Regions from separate parts of the Mus musculus genome. Here region 2 is linked to region 1. The links are chromatin contacts, called in public HiChIP or PLAC-seq maps. All regions are on one chromosome and are shown on one strand. Each heading gives the region's core, a stretch centred on a gene start, on an enhancer-like site or on the middle of the called end of the contact. The rest is flanking DNA. Distances are from core to core; before and after follow the strand shown. Region 1 overlaps 2610307P16Rik (RIKEN cDNA 2610307P16 gene). Region 2 overlaps Cdkal1 (CDK5 regulatory subunit associated protein 1-like 1).

Evidence for each region. HiChIP or PLAC-seq counts read pairs in DNA pulled down with a chosen protein or histone mark.
Region 2: a contact with region 1 is called in a FOXA1 HiChIP or PLAC-seq map of pancreatic cancer cells. The contact joins two enhancer-like sites.

Annotation. Positions count from the first base shown.
Region 1 is chr13:28,754,085-28,761,127 of GRCm38.p6, forward strand. The region is part of intron 3 of 2610307P16Rik (RIKEN cDNA 2610307P16 gene); the gene reads right to left. Among named protein-coding and RNA genes, the nearest start is that of Mir6368, 47 kb to the left of the region's middle. Within about 2 kb of position 3,552, at least 286 of the 459 cell types and tissues checked have an H3K27ac peak or open chromatin away from gene starts, as enhancers often do. A contact at or near this core is called in pancreatic cancer cells, where this site is marked.
Region 2 is chr13:29,636,646-29,643,688 of GRCm38.p6, forward strand. The region is part of intron 8 of Cdkal1 (CDK5 regulatory subunit associated protein 1-like 1); the gene reads right to left. Among named protein-coding and RNA genes, the nearest start is that of Cdkal1, 220 kb to the right of the region's middle. Within about 2 kb of position 3,711, at least 26 of the 459 cell types and tissues checked have an H3K27ac peak or open chromatin away from gene starts, as enhancers often do. A contact at or near this core is called in pancreatic cancer cells, where this site is marked.

The sequences.
Region 1 (7,043 bases), core at 2,302-4,801:
TCATTCCAGACAGTAAAGGCTTGAGCCAGCCACTGCATGTCGTATTCAAGAGAAAGCTGCTTTCTAGGTAGCACATTTTTGGTTAAAAAAAAACAAAACTAAAAAACAGCGATTTTAATTTGCCATAGTATATTTTATAGACATCTCTGAACAATTAAAAGCATGTATTGAGAACTGAAATTGCTCCTGCCTGGTTGCAATTTTTACTGCCAAATATGGGGTCCACAAGAAGCACTTAACTTTAAAGGTGACCTCTGCTTTCTGGTGATGAGTCATCGTCAAGTAAGCGTCACGGATAGTCTCCTGGGCAGTGAACAGTAGATATTTGGCAGTGGACAACTGAAGGAGATGGAGGAACAAGAAACCAGAAAAAAAGCAGAAGCATAATGGGAGTAGGGAAAAGGGAACTTCCTCTGAATCCAAGAAAAAGAAGAGCTGAGCGCTTCAGCAAAAGACGGAAATAAGTATTTAAAATGAAAGGCAGGGATGAGCTGGAGGCTCAAACCTGTTATCCTTTGTGTGGGAGGCAAAAACACAACTGTCATGAATTCAGGGCCAACCAGGGCTACATAGTAAGTTCCAGGGTAGCCTACATGGCAGAATAAGAACATTACATCATTATGAACAAAACTAACTCTAGTTGCTGGGTATGGTGGTACACACTTGTAATTACATACGAGGTGGATACAGGATAATCAGGAGTTCAAGGTCAGCCTCAGATACATGGTGAGTTCAGGGCCAGTCTGAGCTACCTAAAATCCTGTCTCAAAGAAAACTAAAAACAGGAGTAGGATTCACCACATTAAAGTAGAACTGGGAGAGTTCTCCTAGACTGAAAGTCTTATAGACACGAACAAACATAAAACAGTAATTCTTGAAGATTTAAAAAGTCTTTTAAGATTTGTCATGTGTATGTCTGTCTGTGTCTGTGTGTCTGTAATTGTGCCTATGTGTGCATGCTGTATATGTGTGTCTGTGTATGCGTGTCTGTGTCTATGTATAAATGTTATGTGTGCGTGTATCTACATATCATATGTGTGGGAGGTGACCACAGAGGACAAAAGAGGGTGTTGGGTCCCCTGGAAGAGCCACTTTCCACCCACTAAGGTTGTTGAATTCTCACACTCATTGAACCACGTCAGAAAGTAAAGTAGACAAGAGAGTCATTCCTCACTACCTCATTATATTTTAATAACGGTTACATGTTAGAAAGGGGGGAAAATAGGTGTTTGCTCACTGTGGAAAAGCTAAGGAGAGGGATCATGAAAAGAAAACACTTGTATGTGCCCGTGGCCTGCATTCAGCTACTGATCATATCCAGGTTCACATAAACGTACATGCTTTGCAGAGATAATGTTGCACATGCAGGCTCCCGTTTTCAATTATGCTTTCCAATCTAAATTTACAATGCTGCCTACCAAGGAAAGCAAGATCTCAGTGTTTAACATTTCCTCATAGACTTTCCACTTCCATACCTCTCTCTGTTGATAGAAGATAGAAATGTTGACCTTTTATATTAAACATGCTTTCTACATAGAGATTTCATGTGTGCATCAATAAATTAGAAACAAGTTTGCTCTACCTTGTTTCAATGCCTTTGGGTTGTTTGTTTGTTTGTTTTTTGAGAGTCTTATCTAGCCTGTGCTGTCCTCAAAGTCTGTATAATGTAGCTAAGGCTGCCCTTCGACTTCTGATCTTGGTGCCTCTACTGTGAAAGTGTTGGGATGACAGGAACGTGCCACGATACTGGGCCAAAGTGTATCTTTTAAGGTACCCACAAAATGCAGTGCACACACTGTGAAATTAATCACTGAAGTGACAGCTCTGGTCTGGAGAGAGAGAACTCAGCTGGTTAAGTGCTTTCTATGCAAACATGAAGACCTGAGTTCTATCCCAACTCACAAGAACAAAGCCAGGCATGGTGACAGGCCTCTGGAATTCTAGTGGCCAGGAAAAGGAGACAGGAGGATCCCTAGAGCTGGCTCTCCAGCTAATCTTGCTGAAGCAATGAGCTCCAGTTCACTGTCCCATGTTCAGTGGAACCACTACCTCAAAAATAAAGTGGAGGGGACTGCAGAGTAAAGAGACTGCCCTGGGGCTAAGAGCACGCAATGTGCCTGCAGAGACTGAGTTTTGTTCCCAGCACCTATGTCTGGTAGTTCATAAGTGCCTAACGACCACTCCAGGGAATCTGACATCTCTGGCCTCTGTGAGCACTGCACTTAAGAATACAAACTCATGCTCATGCATACACATCTATACATAATATAAAATAAATAAAAATGAATATTAAATCTAAAAAGTAATAATAATTAAAGAAGACACCAATAATAACCAGTCTCTGGCCTGTATGTACACTCGCATACACATGACCCCATACACATGCATACACACCATATACCACACACACAAAACAATAACAATAATAAGTAACCTCTATTACTAATAAGTAATGTAGACCAGAGTTGGAAGAGCCTGTGTTTAGCATACACAAGGCCCTGGGTTCTCCAAAAACAAAAACAAATAAATGTTATTAATTGGCCTTTTAAGTTCTACCATCCCAGGGCCCCAGACTCTGTGTCATGCTTTCATGCAAGAGCGTGAGAGTTACTTTGCTTCCTACAATACAGCTGAGGATGCTTTCTCGAGTTGTTCAAGCAAATACAAGCCACACATGGGGTATTAACAGAAAGAAAATATTGAAGGGGGATAACAGAACTGGTTAACCATGCCCTAAGGCCTCTACCACTAGTGAATTTTAGAGACATCTTAACTCACTACTCATAAATGTCCCTGAAAAAAAAAATATTCTCTCACGTTAAGTGGAGGAAGAGACACAGGTCAGGTTTAATAGAAGGCCAAGGGAAAGGGTCAACGCAAGAGCAAGAGTTCACAGTAAAGCCAGAGCAGAGGGGGGCCAGGCACAGCCTTTCGGATCTCAGACAAGACAGGGGAAGCCCTTCCCTCTGCAGCCTTCTCCTTTGCATCCGCCCTCACCTTCAGGTCTGAAGTAAACCTGAGCCAGGAGCCTCCTGGTGCAAGCAACCCTCTCAGAACTTAACAGTCTCAGGTTTTAAGCAACTCTTAGAGCCTCAAGGTCAGCTAGGGTACACACACACACACACACACACACACAAAGAGGAAAATAGGTCGGGAAACAAGAAAAAAGGAAACAAGTCACTTGGCAAACCAACCTCCACGGAGAATTAGCTTCTGAAAATCTTCTGAGCAAACAATTCACACCATAAAACAGCTGCTGCTTGCCATCTGCGGGTCCTAATCAACACACGCACATACACACACACACACACACACACACACACACACACACACACACATATATACTTCTGCCCAGTGGTACCCTGGCTCCTAGCTATTTCCTGTCCCCTTCAACCTCCTAAGCAATTCTTGGTCAAAAAAACGAAGTCACAAACTTACAGGCACTGACAGTGTTTTCCTAGGGTAGATTCTGTCCAAGACGTTATGACAGTAACAGAAAAAGAGCAAGCAGGCCTTCAAGTCCTGACGTCTGCTCACCACTTTCAAAAACTGGCTCCTGACCTTATTCTCACTTGGGTCCTTCAGGTCCAGTCGGTGAACTCTGGACCTTTACTGGACCAGATCAAATCATTTCTAGAACCACTGTACCACATTTTATTTAGTCTTTCTGTTCCTCTCCCCCAGCCTCAAACGAATGACTCTGTGCCAAAAAAAAAAAAGCGGGAGGGGGGAGAGAAAGAAAAAGTTGCTGTTTGAGAGAGTATCAGCATGCTTGATTCATGCCAAAGTTTACAGCATAGTTCTATCCTGAGCCACAGCGAGGATGGGCCGTTGTGGGGGAGGGAAATGGAGCCAGGCAGCTGTTTTTTCAATAAACTCTAGCAGAATCCCGCCCACTTCCTGCACTGGCTTCAGGGACCCCAGCAGAGAGGAGGAGGAGGCAGCCAGCGAGATCTTCCTCCTCCAAGACTCAGGCTACTGCCTCCCTGGCTCGGACCCTCCTGATCCACCCCTGAACCTCAGGAGGGCAGCCAGAGGGTTTGTCCCAGCTCCTTTGGATGTTTATTTCTGGTCTCCAACTCCCAGGAGAGTTTCACCTCCTCTCTCCCTAATCTTAGCCCTCCCCACGCTCCACCCTCCCCCGCCCGTGTATCCTAGCTCTGAGGCACACCAGGCATGACTGCAAAAGCAGGGAAGGGAAGGGAGTGCGTTTCTCATCCCACACCTTCCAAGAATATGCTGGCCTTCCCTCTCTGCAGCTGTGGTCATCAGTCCCTCGGCTCCTCAAGCCAGCCTTTCCTCAGGCAAAGCCTCTGAGTTCAGTTTCTTTTCTGGAGTGGGAAGGGAGGGCAGGAACATGAGAAGGCACGGAAAAGCTGCTGCGCCCACCAAGACCAAGCAAGCGGCTCAGTCAGCCCTAAAGCTTTAATTTGTTAACTTAGAAACCCCTGGGGCATTGCAATCAAAGGAGGGCTCCACCCAGCAACACCTCTGATTACTTTTTTCCCTTCTAGTGGGCAAGTAAAGAAGAGGGGAAATTAGGACAACCGTGTGCAAAACAGAACTACTCCATAACACGGACTTGGCTCTCACAAGGTCCAGATTACGGACTCAACACCTCCATGCCTGTCCAAATGGAAAGAGAAAATACTCAGGGTGCAACCTAGATCCAGCTGCCCAGACAGCCTGCCAACCAGAGCATCAGTAAACCCCAAATTGCTGCTCAGGCCCCAGATGGCTTTTTCATTCCTTCTTTCTTTTTAAAGTTCTTTAGGGTTTTCTAGTTCATACTGGTAAACTGACTCTTTCATATCCTGGTTTTAATATGCGCGAATCAATAAGCAACAAACCCTTGGTGTGAAAGGGTCTGGTATAAGCATAGAAGTTTATACACAGTGACTGTGCAAGAAAATCAATCTTTCTTTTAAAAAGTCTCAGATCTTTCATAAATGACTCAACAGTAACCAAAGAATGAAAATGATTATGTCATAGTTCTGTTAATGATTGAAATATAAATTAAAAAAAAAAATCAGGCTCGAGGAGATGGCTCCGTCCATAAAGTCCTTACTGAGCAAGGGCAAATATGATGTCCTCAGTCTGATCTCCAACACCCACATGAAAGACAGGCACAGCTGTGTGCTCCAGAAATCCAAGAGCTGGGGAAAGGAAGGTGGGAGGGCCCCAGGGCTCCCTAGCCAGCTAGCCTGGCTCAACTGGTGAGTTTGGGCTCCCAAGAAAAATCCTGTCTCAAAAAAGAAAAGGTGGGAAGCAACTAACAAAAACATTACTTTGACCTTTGACCCCAGGCACATGAATATAATCACCTACTCCCCGCCTCTCCCTCCCCCTCCCCTCTCTTCCCCCCCTCACCACACACACACACACACACTACATGAGTTGGCACATAACCAACCCTAGGTCACCCTGTATTTCCAAATAGAGAAATAGAGATCTCATATAGCCTAACTCACTGACTTCCATTTAAGTCAAACAAAAAAGGCTGAACTGTTTCAAAAGGCATGAAACACCAAAAGATAGGCAGTCTTTTATGATTTGGCCTAATATATCAATCACAATTGTTGGCATCAAAAATGGTATTTCTCAAAAAATATAGTCTCAAATAGATGATGCATACCCTTGCTACATACAACTCAGGTCCCACTGCACCCCCACCCCCACCGTGTATAACACTCAGAAACACTGTCTTTTCTCAAGCTAAAAGAAGTTAAGACCCAATAATGACAACTCAGAATTCCAAAGTACTGCTGCGCTCTAAATGAAGAATCTGATTTTCAACCTCTTATCTCCCTTCTTCATTCCTAGGACCAATGAAGCACAAAAGGAGGGTAGGACAAACAAGAATTTAAATAGAAGACCTATTCAGACTCCAGCCTTCTACTCTGAGGTCTAGGCCGAGGCTTCAAGAGCTGAGCCAATGAATCCGTAAAATGGACCATTCCAGTACAGAGGCTAATTAACCTCTACTTTCCTTTTGATGGCAGAAGTTAGTCAAGGTGTGGGAAACAGGAAGTAGATTTACAGTAACAGTCTTGGATGGCCAGCTACCTGAGTTCTTCCCAGTCCCTCCAAGGTCACTATCCTGGACCTGCTTACTGATTCCCATCACTAGTGTATACAGAATTATTTACAGCCAGGAAATCACATTTGTGAACTTAATATGAAGTGTTTGCTCACAAATGAACTAGAATCTAAAGCTGATAGCCAGGCACGGGGGTGCATGCCTGTAATCCCAACACTGGAAAGGAAGAGGCAGGAGGAGTATATCAAGTTCTTGGGATGCACAGTCAGCAAGAGAGAGAGAGAGAGAATAAATAGAAACGGGGAGGAAGCTATGTATCTCAACCCCAAACAAGCAAACAAACAACTCTAACAGTATCTCTGGGTCTTTGGATGGCCTTAGAATTACTTAGCTGCCACACATTTGAATTTTCCAACAATGGTTATTGCTAAGGTTTAGCCCAAGTGTTAGGCACTTACTCTCTAGAATGCCACCACTAGAAGGTTCTCTGGGCCCTTGGGAAAAGGAGCCCTATGAGTTGTCCCATATGTCACTAGCAAACATGCACCCAAAGGGAATTATGGGGTCCCAGCTTCCTCCTCCCCTTTTTCTTTCTAGAGTGTGAGATGAGTAGAGTATTTTGCCAGGCTCTGCCTTCCATGACTGTCCAGTACTTACTGCACAAAAGCAACCTTGTTAAAGCATTTAAAACCTAATAAAGGAAAGCAATCTTACATTCAATAAAAATGTTTACCCTATTTAAAAAAAATTGAGCTGAGAAATGACAAGTTTTAAGTCTGCTGTAATGTGATTATGGCTACTACTAGCAAGACAGGGAGTTACTCATAATTGGAATTGGAAACTAAGGAGCAAAACTCCAGATAAGACAGAATCCCAAGGACCTGGCGGTATCTTCTACCTAAAGAATCTCCATCAGTCATCACTAGTGACAGGTAGAAACATCTCAGCCAGCCTATCAGTGACTAATACTGGTGCCAATTCCTTTGCACTAAAGGGGAAAAGA
Region 2 (7,043 bases), core at 2,461-4,960, 880 kb after region 1:
ATAAAAGGCCTTGATAATGACTGCTCCATTTTAATTTCTCACTTCTTTGGTGTTACAGAAAGCTGACTTCTACATGGAATATTTAGTGTTTGAAAATTAAAGTCTATCAATTACCTTGAAATCTCATAAAGAGAGATGATTTTTGTTTAAATATATATTTATAAGTTATATACAATTTACATATACATATGTGTATATAGATACATATATGTGTGAGTGTGTTCATATGTAGGGACTGGGGACATAGCTCACAAATCAAGAGCTCTGACTGCTCCTCCACAGGATCTGAACTTGGTTCCCAGCATCAATGTTGAGCAGTTCACAATCACCTGAAATTTCAGATTCAGGGAATCTGATACTCTCTTCTGGACTCCATAAATACTGGTGTAAGTGTACTTCACACACACACACACACACACACACACCACATAAATAAACATACACAAACCTGAAAGTGTGTAAAGCTGTCCAATCACAGATGGAGAATGATACATGAAGCACGGACAGCACTCACTGTTCCAGACTCTAAAGACTCACTACCCAAAACCTTAAAAGCACCCCGCGAAGTGCTGCCACTGGCATTCTCTCCAAAGATGAAACAGACATAGAAACATAAATAATCTGACAAATATCGCAAACATTGCACAGCTGGTTAAGTAGGTGAACCAGACAGTCTGGCTCCACTACACATGGCTGCAACCATTACACACGCTACATGTCATAACCTATTGGAAATAAAGATAAGTTTGATAATGCTTAACAAGCTCTTTAATGGGAACATAATAGAAACTATTTCAGTTGTCTTGCTGATCCCAGTATTATTTTGCTTTTCTTTTTAACTGTAAACCACTATCCTAAAAGTCTATGTGTCTTGGAGGGTTAAACACACAAGTGAAGCCTACATTTCTGGTAATGCTCATTACTGTTAGGAAAATAGTCAACAAAGATTACAAAGGGCTACTTGTTAAAACCTTCTGCAAAAAGGCAAGCATGGAAGAACATGGCAGCCCAGCACTGAGAGGCTGAGGCAGCACTGTAAGGTTAGGGCCAGCTTTAAACGAAACACAAGAAAACTTCATTTTCTTTCTAGTTTGGTGATGAGTATATGAATATACTGACTGGGATTGGTACTTGGCACAATAAGGAAATAAACATATTATCTTTGGAGGACATAAAAGAGCAGGTGACTAATGAGAACTTTCACAAACTGGCACATGATGCAAACTTTCAGCACATCAGCTGCCCGGGGTTGAGGTGTAGGTAGACTACCCAAAATAATTAGAGGTCTGCAGGAAGCACAGAGTTCATGCTAAGTGTGACTCATGCATCTCACAGCAAAACAAAATCCTCCAGACATTTATCTCTTCCAAACAAGACACTGGGCCTGGCAGCGGCCCACAAGCAAGAAAGAGCACGTGAAAGTCAGACACTCATGTGCTGGTTAAAAATAAAACGGTGAGGAGGCTCGTGACGAGCCATGACTCCAAGCTGACCTCTAAGACACACAATGCCATTTATAACATCCACAGAGTTTCAAAACACCTGAAAGCAGCAACATTCACAAGACAACTCAGAAGGAAAACTAAAGACCACTTAGTAAGTCGGAGTCCCATTAAGATCTGCTCCCTCTGAAGAACAAAATCCCAAGATGTCTGTCACACTGGCTTCAGTGATGAAGCCTCTGTCCCTGTGAACATGAGGTCAGTGTAGTCACCCCTCCCTGCCGTTAGCTATGTAGGCTGAGTCCACAGGTGTGAAGAAGAGATCTACCTAGCCCAGCCTCCCTCCTGAAGGAGAGAAGGCTACAGACAGGCTGCCACCGGTACCTCCACACTGATTCTGTTTGAAAGGTTGTGAAATCATGACCCAGAGCAAGAACCCTTTCAGACACAATTCAGGTCCCAGCTGTTAGGAAAGACAAAATGTTCCAAAAGAACTCACCTCCCCACCCCACCCCGCAAAAGTCAATAAACAAAATGGGAAACCAAACCCAAGGAAGCTGCCATGAAAGTAAGAGCACAAGGCTGAGGCCTGGGACGGAGCCTGACCAAGTGTATTTAACAGGGTCTCACTGAGTCACAACTAATAACCAGCTAGTACCTATAGCAACAAACAGGAGCCATTTGTGATCCATTATTGTACTATTATCATCAGCAACATTTGTAGATTCTTTCTAGATTTATATGCATGGATGTTTTGCCTGAATATATGTATATGTTAACTATGTGCATACCAATGGAGGTCAGAAGAGAGTATTGGATCCCCAAGAACTGGAATTAAGATGGCTGTGAACTATATGTGAATATACATGAACTATATATGAAGATGCTGAGAATTGATCCTAGGTCCTCTGTGAAAGCAACAAGTGCTCCCTCCAAACAACTGAGCCATCTCTCCAGCCACAGCAACAGTGTTAAAGTAAATGCAGACTGTCACTGAGTGATACACATCCAGGCCCAGAGCTATCAGAGGAACAAGGACATGTTTCTTATGTTCAGGGCAGTAGGTAGAAAGCCACAAGGATACATGGTGTCATTACTAAGGGCTGGGGGTTGGGGGTGGCAGAGACAAAGAGAGAGACAGAGAGAAATACAGAGAGAGATAAAGAGAGAGACAGAGACAGAGAGAAATACAGAGAGAGACAAAGAGACAGGGACAGAGAGCAGCAAAACCCTATAAAAGCAACTGAACACTCCCTCTCCCTCTGCATGCATCTGCTTAGGCCAGTAACTATCTTTTACCAACCAGTAACCCACTTACACCCCTTAATAAGCGCCCAAGCTTCGGAGGGGCTCAGTTTAAAAACCTGTTATAATCATGTACAAATAAATCCATCCTGCCCACTGAAATCAGTAATTCCATATAGACTTTATTGAACATTTAACCTGTGTGTGAGGAATAAAAAGGTGACTAGACTATAAAGTTTGAAGAGTAAAGATTCCACAAGAAAGGGATAGAAAGACACCGTGGAAAAGAAGACTCAGGAGAAGAGCTACACATAAGAGAAAGGATTAATAATGAAAACCCAACAACAGTCCCAAATACCACCAAGAGCTCAAAATTGAGAAATTGCTCTCTTTAGCCTCATCAGAAGAAAACTGGGGAGCATGCAGGGGTGTGAAGGCAGCAGAAATCTAAGTAAATATTCAGCCAGATTTAGCAGTTAACCACAAGCTGCAGGTAGAAGAGTTAAAATGTCTTACTTTTTTATTACCGCAAATACACCACTTCACTGAGTATTTATTCAACAGGATTTACTGGGCCATGGCATTGCTTCTAGACAATCTATGTGTATCGGCCTCTCAGGAAAGAGTGTAACAGCCCCCCATTTCCTGCCTGCTAGAAAGTCTACCATATGTGAACTGTTCTCTACAGTCTGGGCAGGATCAGAAAACCGCTTCAGACACTACAGTGCTTCAAAGTGGGAAGAGGTCCTTTGCATGATTCCATAACTTCTGCCCACCAAGGAAGCACTCCATTAATGGCTTTGAAGGAGCAAGCAGTCACAGGGTAGGCACCGCACTGCACAGAACTCCGGGTAACCTCCAGTGGAGCTCCAATAAGAGACTAGGGACCTTGACACAGCAGCCTATAAAGAACTGCATGTTCCAAAACACACAAAACTTGGGAAAGTCTCCTCCTGGTTACAAGAGACTTAAATGCATGGCAGCTACTGCAAACATCTTACTGCAGGCTGGCTGAAGAGTACAACACCCAGATACCTGACTCATAGACACAGCCACATTTGAGTAACATTGTTACACATCAATAAATGACTAATGCCAAGACTCTCCTCAAGGAGGCTTTTTTTTTTTTTTTTGCAGGAGATGGTGATTGACACACATCTTGACAACGTATACACAGAGAAGAGATCTTGGAGCACTCAGCTATAGATGGGATGTCCCTATCAAACCCCTCCCCTCAGAGCTCACAGACATGGGCTGAAGAGGAGGGAGAAAATTTGCAAGAGCCAGAAATGGTAAAGAATTCTAAAGAAACAGAGAACCAGGACTGATGTACATATAAACTCCCAGAGATTGATAGGAGGCACATGACTTATACAGGTTCAAAGCAACAAAATCTCAGCACTGACAAAGGTACCTGGGCATAAAGTCTTGGTTCTGACCAGGAAAATCAGTTTACTCCAATGGGCGCTACTGTGAATGGTAACCTCACTCGAGGGCAGGCCTCATGCTCAGCTGTAGCTGACCAACATAAATACACTCCATGTGATTGTATGCAGGGGTTGTTGTTTGGGGGTCTTCTTTTTGGTTTAGTTTGGTTTTGTTTTCTTGTAATGCTTTGTCTGTTTATTGAGAAGGAGGGAAAGAACAGGACGTTAGATAGAAATGTTGGGAAAAAAGAAGGACCTGGGAGGACTTCGGGGAGCCAAAAGATATAATCAAAATATATTAAATAATAAATTTAAAAAAATAAATGTAACAAAAGTAAGAAATGGAAAAACTGTGGAACCTTTAGAATTGTTAAACCAATTCACTGCTAAGCACACGAGATTGTCAGGAAAGTGTGGAAGTTCCTTCTGACAAAGGCTCAGGAAGCTTTCCAGACTCTAAGCCTCACGAGTTCTAGACAAAGCACAGTGTGCTTGCAGAGGGACAGAAGGACAGTAAGCAGCGAGGAGGAACAGGCCCTGGGAGGTCAGCCCACTTTACCTGAGCTCCGACTCACAGATAGGCTCAATGTTTACAGTCACCACTTCACTTCCCATAAAACATTGCATCATTTGTAAATGGGGTCAGAAGAGAGGACTCTGACAAGTGCACAGGTGACTTACCCAGGAGCATGGGACAGGGGCTGCAGGATAATCAAAGCAGGTCAGATCCAGCACAGTTAGAGGCAGGGCAGCATCCCAGAAGGAGGCAGCACTGTCACAGGCCTCAAGTAAGAATGTCGGTTTTCACAAGTGCGCACAGAGATGGAGAGGATGTGGAAAGACATCCTCCTGGACAACAGCTAACCATCAGTGTATAGTCTCAGGGGGAGGAACAAAAGAGAGAAACACAAAGAGAAGGGGCAGATGTAGGTGTGGTAGCGGAGTTATTCAGTCAGGCTACAGGGAAGACTAAATGGTTGGCCGGCTGAGAAGTGTGTGCTTAAACTACCAGGCGACTATAAAGAGTTTAAACCTTCTGGGTCAGAGAACAAGGTACTGTTTGCCATGTGGCCTGGTGTTGCTGATTCTGGAGCAGCTATGTGGGAAACATCCTCAGGGCTAGACTTACAGTGTAGCCTGTTATGATTACCAAGAGTGGGCCGGGATGGGAGCCTAAGATGCTCAGTGACATTTCAACGTGCTTATGTGTACAACTTCCCTTCCAAATCTGCTTCTTGAAGAAAAGAAATAACTCAGTGGAAATAAGCCTGTATAAATTCATGAACAGATATATTCCTATTGTTCAAATTTTTGCTACCCTAACTTCATTGGAACAACTTGTCACAGACTAGATCTACACTATAAAATGTAATACAGTATAATTTTAGAGCACTGCTCTGAATGGGATCTAATATACATTACTGTAAAGTATTAGAATATCAGATTTTAAGGGCAAGAGACTTTGTGCAAGTACTGAATTCTATTGAAAAGCAGATGTAGCCGATGACAATTCAAAACTGTGTGAGCACAGCCAAGAGGCATGTAAAACCTATGGCAAAAGAAGCCAGACTGGATCTGCCCATGGGCTACAATTTGCTGACCTCTAATCTGTATTTGGCTCTACTAATTCCCTTTCCCATAAAAGAGTAAAAGGGGCCTTACCAGGATATAATTACATCCATGTCTTACCAGAGGTTGTGCCTTATACAAGGCACTAAACCAAGTTTATTACCTCCAACTTAACAGCATCCAGAAAGTAGACGAGAAAAACACACAAAAGGAAGCCTATTTGGTCTTCAGAAAGCCTCTTCTATCCAATACAGCCTCCCCCACAGCCTTAAGCCACTCATGTGCACACACACTCTACCTGGCTCTGCTCAATATTCTGAAGGGAGAGACAGAAAAGCCCCTGCCCTTGGGGAGCAATGTCTGTGAGGAATCCACATAATTAATAAAGGGGTACACTGGCACCATGACAGAGCTGTGCAGCAAAGAGAGAAACAGGCCTGGGAGTGCCAGCGAAGAGGGAGCAGGAGGCATCAAGTCGCGTAAGGGTGTTAGGCCTGGATCAAAGAGGGGAAGATATTCCAGCGACACTCCTCCAAAACAGGGCCTACACTAGGACAGCACCTGCAGCCCATCGCACCTACACCACTCCAGGGTCAGATTACTCTTGCTTCTCACATTTTGAATCTATTACCTGTTCCATACAGCCATCACCATGCCTCTGCCGAGTTGATTCCCAGAATAGGGTGAATAAAACCCGGTGTGTCAATGACTCCCAACTGGTTTCCTACCACTGTTGCTAAGCACTCCTTGCTCTTCCGTATCAAAGCAGCTTACCAAGACTTTGTTTTGACTTGGGACTCTAGATTCCAGACACTGCCACCACTGACTGCCATGACTACTACTACCACCACACTTCCTTCACATCTCACACCTATGACTCCATCCAAGACCATTCTTAAGACTTCTCTGTCCAAAATGGTTCAAGCCCTTGCACCGTAGCTCCTCAGACAGCTCTACTGATCATCTACACATTCAATAGCCTTATGTTCTTAGATAGTAGTTGTTTGCTCATTAAACTGCATGTAGACAAGGGCCTCGTTTACAGCCCAACTTCTAATGTTTCCCCCATACAGGAAAAGCCTCAATGCACATTTCTGAATGGAGTTTTGAATTAATTAGTGGATAGGGCATGTTTTAACAAAAAGGAATAAAATTGTTGAATAAAAATTTGAAATGATCGGGGACAGCAGAATTCTTTCACAAAAAAGATGGAAAGCATTCCCAATGTCACATGGACAGAAAGTGGCCAAGCCAGTATTCACCTTAAGAGGGTTAGAAACTAGGACATCATACCTCATCAGAAACCTAGTGATGCAAGGCTGCACCAAACTGGAAGAAGCTCTATAACCAACCTGCTTAA